Linked DNA regions of Macaca mulatta: region 2 is linked to region 1. A link is a contact called in public Hi-C data. All regions are on one chromosome and are shown on one strand. The core of a region is the stretch at or near the end of the contact, and the rest is flanking DNA. Distances in the headings are between cores, read along the strand shown. Region 1 holds the start of FXR1 (FMR1 autosomal homolog 1). Region 2 holds the start of LOC114676301.

The links. Hi-C and Micro-C count contacts between places; a contact is called where the count stands out from the background.
Region 2: a contact with region 1 is called in a Hi-C map of CD4 T cells, with 2.6 times the contacts expected there. The contact joins the promoter of LOC114676301 here to the promoter of FXR1 in region 1. A contact is called at or near these places in 3 of 14 Hi-C or Micro-C datasets (CD4 T cells, fetal cortex germinal zone and liver).

Annotation. Positions count from the first base shown.
Region 1 is chr2:92,988,508-92,991,297 of T2T-MMU8v2.0, forward strand. It overlaps FXR1 (FMR1 autosomal homolog 1), which reads left to right and starts at 1,355. Exons shown (of 16, transcript XM_015131564.3): 1 at 1,355-1,420. The coding sequence starts at 1,370.
Region 2 is chr2:93,066,062-93,068,851 of T2T-MMU8v2.0, forward strand. It overlaps LOC114676301, which reads left to right and starts at 1,405. Exons shown (of 8, transcript XM_077991694.1): 1 at 1,405-2,790. The coding sequence starts at 2,663. DNAJC19 (DnaJ heat shock protein family (Hsp40) member C19) reads right to left here. Exons shown (of 6, transcript NM_001266267.1): 1 at 2,662-2,790; 2 at 1,233-1,284; 3 at 1,083-1,156; 4 at 154-233. The coding sequence starts at 2,664.

The DNA.
Region 1 (2,790 bases), core at 105-2,604:
GCAATGAGCCGAGATCACACCACTGCACTCCAGCCTGGGCGATAGAGCGAGACTCTGTCTAAAAAAACATAATAAATCAAATCAAATCAAATCAATAAATATTGTAGTCCCAGCCACTTGGGAGGCCCACGTGGGAGAATCACCTGAGCCTGGGAAGTCCAGGCTGCAACGTTTATCACACCACTGCATTGCATCTTGGTAACAGAGCGAGAACCTGTCTCTAAATAAATAAAGAGAATATCCTGTACATGACAACAGCGAGCACTTTCACAGCCCTCATTTTCCCCCAGAATCTTCAGAGATGCAGACGTGCTCATAAAATTTATGTACATTTTTTTTTTTAGAATCTGAAAAACTGGGTCAGTGGGCATTTCATGGGAATTACAGAATGTTAGCAAAGTATCCTTTCCTAACTTTTTTTGCGAAAATGGTAATAATGTAAGTATAACGAGAAACACTTATAGTATTATTTCCAAAGCCCTTGCTTAGGGAAGAAGCTTCAGTATTAAGTTGTTAAAATCCATACCCAAAGTATTTGTTATGCTTACAAAACTGGAGATGGTTCTGCTTTGATCCTATTTGTGGAACTCTGCATACATTTAGCAGAGGAAAACGTGGTCTCCTGCTCTATTGTTTGTCTGACTACTTTTAATAAGGCGAATTCACCTAAACTCTATTCTAGGGTGGGAACACAGTTGACTTGCACTGAAAATACTCAGTTTGACTTTTAAATAGCTAAAGTGGTAACAGGTGGGGAGAGGGCTAGACCAAATTGTTTGAGTGGATGTGGAACTGTGGAATTTGAGTCAAGAGAAGGCCCAACTTTTTTTTAAAGAAAGAGCGGGGCTAAAAAACTTGGGGCACAATAGTATGTCTATTTTGTAGGCGTCCCTCTTCCCCAGGGCAACTGGAGCCCAAAAAGTGTATGATAAAGCCATTCCAGGGCAGCCAGCACTTCCAGAAATTTAAGGTCAGGATGCCGGAGGGCTGGGGAATGCCGATGTGCCCGACAGGCTGTGCCTGGGCAGTGGCAGCTGGAGGCACTACTCGGCCGCCGCGGTGCGAACAGCGGGCACTGTGGGGCGGGGACCTAGGGGCGGGTCAACAAAGGTCGGGCGATTGTGTCGGGAAGCAAATCCGACGTAGACGGCGGCGGGCGGAGCTCAAGGCCAGTGATGCAGGGTGCGCAGCGATCCCACCTGGAGAGTCGGGGCGGCACGTTGAGACCCCAGGGGTGAGGGGCGGGGGATCCAAATCCCCGCCCTGTTTTCCCCTCCCCTTTCCCCGCCTCCTTCTCGCCCCTCCCCCCTCCTCCCCTCTGGTTGGAAAGTTTCTAGAATCTCTTCCCAGCGGCCTTTGCGGTTCCAACATGGCGGAGCTGACGGTGGAGGTTCGCGGCTCCAACGGGGCTTTCTACAAGGTACTGACGGTTTTGCCACTTTGTCTAGTATTCTGGGGGCTGGAGCGCGTTTGAGGGAGGGTTGGTGGTCCCAGAAAGTGAGGTTTGGATTGGAAAGGAGGCCAGGCCAAAGCTCGAGGCCGCTAGATTCCTTGCTTCTCCCCCCTCCACCCGCGGTTTAACGGTCTCGGGGGCCGGGGCTCCGTTATGTTTTGAAACAACACGTCGGACGCCTTTTGCATTTTCCTAGTTATGAGCCTTCTTGGTTGCTAGTACGGTTCTTGGCGGGCCGGTGGGAAGCAGCTCAGTGGCTGCTGGGCGGCGTGAGCTCCCTCGGAGCAGGCCGGAGCTCTGGGAGGTGGGGGAGTCGTGAAAGGAGGCGGTGGGATTGTGTGGTCACACCCGCTCCCCCGCCCCTCGAACTGGGCCGGGCGGGAGCTCCTCAACCCGCTCCTCCGACCCCTCCCCACCCCCTGGGGCGGGTGTATCGCGGAATCTTTGGAATTCACCCTTGTATTTGAGTTTTGGGCCAACAAATCTTTAGTGCCTGAGGAGAATGAGGGTACCGGATTGAGGGTTAGGATCGAAGACAGAAAAGCAGAAAACCTTGAATTGTGGCGGGTTGGAATATTTTTGCGGCCTGGGAAATTGGGCGGCGCCTTAGCCCCTCTATTACGGAATAAAAGGAGAGTTGTGTGCTTTAAAGTAAGATTTAAAATGCGAAATGGATCAGGGAGATAGGTGGAGAGGTGACTAATTTCTTTATATCACTGCCCCTGTTTTTGGAGGGAGGTATTGTTTTGTTTTGTTTTTCCCCCACGAGGTTTTTTTGTTTGTTTGCTTGGGGAGGAAGGGCATGCATTACTATGGAATCGGGGCTGAAAAACGTAAGAGGAATAGAGTAGAGGAATTTGGTGGGGCGTTCAGCGTTCACATATCTGAAAATGAAATCCTAATGTTTATTTTTTGCTGCTATAGCATTCTTTTCTCCTTATTTTCCCGAAATATGCCAGGCCGTTACAAGATCAATACAGAACCTCCCCAGCTGTTGTCTGTCAGTCAATCTCACTAAGCCAGCATCTCAAATGTTTGAGAGTCTTGGCTATTTTTATGAAGGGCCGCCTTCTAATACATGAGTATTGTGCGTATGCAAAATGAATTCTCACAGGTTTTCATTTCAGGGTACCTTTTATCCCTTGGGTTTTTATTTTATTTGGCCATGATTTTCTATTTTCAGGGTTTTGTTTTTCCTTTCTTAGTTTACTGATTAGCTCTGTGGATTTGGTTTAACTGTCACGTGGTACTAGCATAATGGGGAATCACAGCGTATAAAGGATCCCCCTAAGCTTTTTGCAAGTTTAAATCTCCTTAGGTGGTAAACTTAAAGTAGG
Region 2 (2,790 bases), core at 155-2,654, 78 kb after region 1:
GAACAGTACAGTTTCATTGATTAGAATTGGTAATATCAATCTTCCTAGGACAAAATCCCCATGACCCTCTCCTATTAAAGGAGAGAAGGTCTTATATTTCCTCATTGCTCTAGAGTGGTAGAAAAATGCTAAAAATATTAGAGATTATTTTACCTTACACCTAGTATTAATGCTGCTTCCCGTTTTGTCATTTTGGGTTCAAACCCACCTCTATAATAGCCACCACTGAAGGCCTGGAAGAAGAAATGCCATTTGTAAAGAAAGGTTAATACAATAAACAAAGTCGCTTTAAAAAAGAAGTCTGGAAATATTCACAGAGCCAGTAGAAAAACTAAGACATTCCAGAGGACTTTTAAGTGCAACTCCTGAGGTATTAAGAAGTGGCTCCAGAACAGGATCTGGAAGTCTTTTGAGACAAGAGGTTCAAGGGTATTTGAAACAAGACTTTAAGATACATATACAGAAAATACCACTATCAGCTCCTCTGGCCTTGCTATGTCAGAAATCATATTAGTAAAGCCTACAATCACTCTATTCTGTTACACTTAATCACAACATAAATATTCAACAGATGATCACAATCAAATCTATTCTTAACTGTGACCACATAGGGTATGACCAGAACATCAAGTCAAACCCTACAGCCTAATTAACTAGAGTGCTACCTATGTATGACGTTTGGGAGTGCCAGGGCCACATGGTAAGATCGGATCACTTTAGAATCTCATATACCTCTGTGTGTGTCATGCAGAGCAGATAAAGGAAAACAAGAATATGTATAGATGATGCTGAAGGTGATGGTATGTGAAAAAGTGATTATTTCACAAGAAAGTTGGGTCTAGTGGGGTACTAGAATTATCAATACCCCATCCAACTCTGTCACATATAACATCTGATGTTTCAGGGTAGCACCATTACAAAGTTCAGAACTTCTATACTCTCCTTGTGGGAAGCAGGAGAATGGGTCCAAAGCAATCACTTAGAACTTCATGGATATTTGAAAATTTACCCTTCCTTAAGTGTGGCTCTAGGTTTCAAATACAAGCAGCAAAGAATTAGCAAAAGTGTTCATTAAGTCTTACAGATTTTGGTAGGCTTTGAAAAACTTGTTTTACTTGAGGCTCCATATGCTTCATGGCTTGCAAAACATAACGGCCTAAAACCAAAAGCAATAGAATAAGTAAATCTCCAATCTCCCCGACTTCACTTCCACCCCCAAACCATAAACAAACCTGCAAATCCTGCAGCAGCAATGGTCAGTCCAACTGCTACCACTGTACTGGCCTGGTAAGGGGGAGAAGAGTAAATATTTACTTCTCTAATTCCCACCCTTTCTCATTTTGCCCATTCTCCCATCACCAACTCATTACAAACTGCATTTTAATAGGAGAAACAACATTTTTTTTCCTTTTTTTTTTTTTAAGAGGCGGAGTCTTGCTATGTTGCCTAGGCTGGTCTTGAACTCCTGGCCTCAAGCAATCCTCCCACCTAGGCCTCCCAAAGTGGTAAGATTACAGGCATAAGCCACCATGTCTGGCCGAGAAACAACTTTTAAGGCAGAAATATTCTGCCCAGCAATCCTTAAACTACTGCATCTGTTATACCGAATGTATTAAAGTTACCGGATTCATTACTATGGGAAAGACGGCAAGTTCGACTTGCTTATTTACCTCTACAATAGGGAAAAAGATGATTCCCTCCGTTTGAAAACTTCTTTCATCCCCGGACAAATTAGGTTACATTAAAGTTCAATCAAAAGTAGTGGAAATAGGCCGGGCGGGTGGCTCACGCCTGTAATCCCAGCACTTTGGGAGGTCGAGGCGGGCGGATCACGAAGTCGGGAGATCAAGACCATCCTGGCTAACACAGTGAAACCCCGTCTCACTAAAAACACACAAAAAAATTAGCCAGGCGTGGTGGTTGGCGCCTGTAGTCCCAGTTACTTGGGAGGCTGAGGCAGGAGAACGGCGAACCCGGGAGGCGGAGCTTGTAGTGAGTCGAGATCTTGCCACTGCACTCCAGCCTGGGCAACAGAGCAAGACTCTGTCTCAAAAAAAAAAAAAAAAAAAAAAAAAGTGGAAATAAGATTTCTGCTACAGAAGGAAAAACTGTTCACAGACGGCTCCTGTAAAATTCTGATAACGCATTTTCGAGGCTAAACGTGGGCTAAACTAGGAGAATATACCTTTGGCACTGCCCTGTTGTTTCCTAACAACAGAGGCCCAAATATGTTCAGGAATTTCCGCATGGAGACGACATCTGTCGGCAAAAGCCAAAGAGAAGGATATAGCAAAGTGGAGCCAGTGCTGTGAAGATGTGTTAGGGCAAGGGCACCTATAATCAAATACGTTTCCACTAATCTCCGAGTCCATGATAGACTTCTGACCTTACAGGAGTTCCAGGCAAGCAACGCCTTAGCGCCCAGAGCCCGTGCGGACAAGAAGCTGGAGAACCGTGCAGAAAGACGATGTAAAAACACAAAGACCCAAGAGGAGCGAGCCAACAGGGCTGTGTCCTGGTGAGTGTGACGCCCCGAAAACCGAAACCTCCCGCCCAGAGTCGCACTAAGGAGCACAACTTCAACTCCACACCTCCGAGGCCGGGAGCTGAGGCTGAGGCCTGGGCCGGATGTTGCTAAGGAGACCGGAAGGCCGCACTCACCATGGCTCCGTCTGCGCTCCCTTGCTTCCACCGGGAGCACGGCTCATCCCAGCTCAGAGAGCGCGGCCAACACCTGCACGCCTTTACCAGAGAGCGACGCAACCCCCAACCTCAAGCACAAACCGCTCA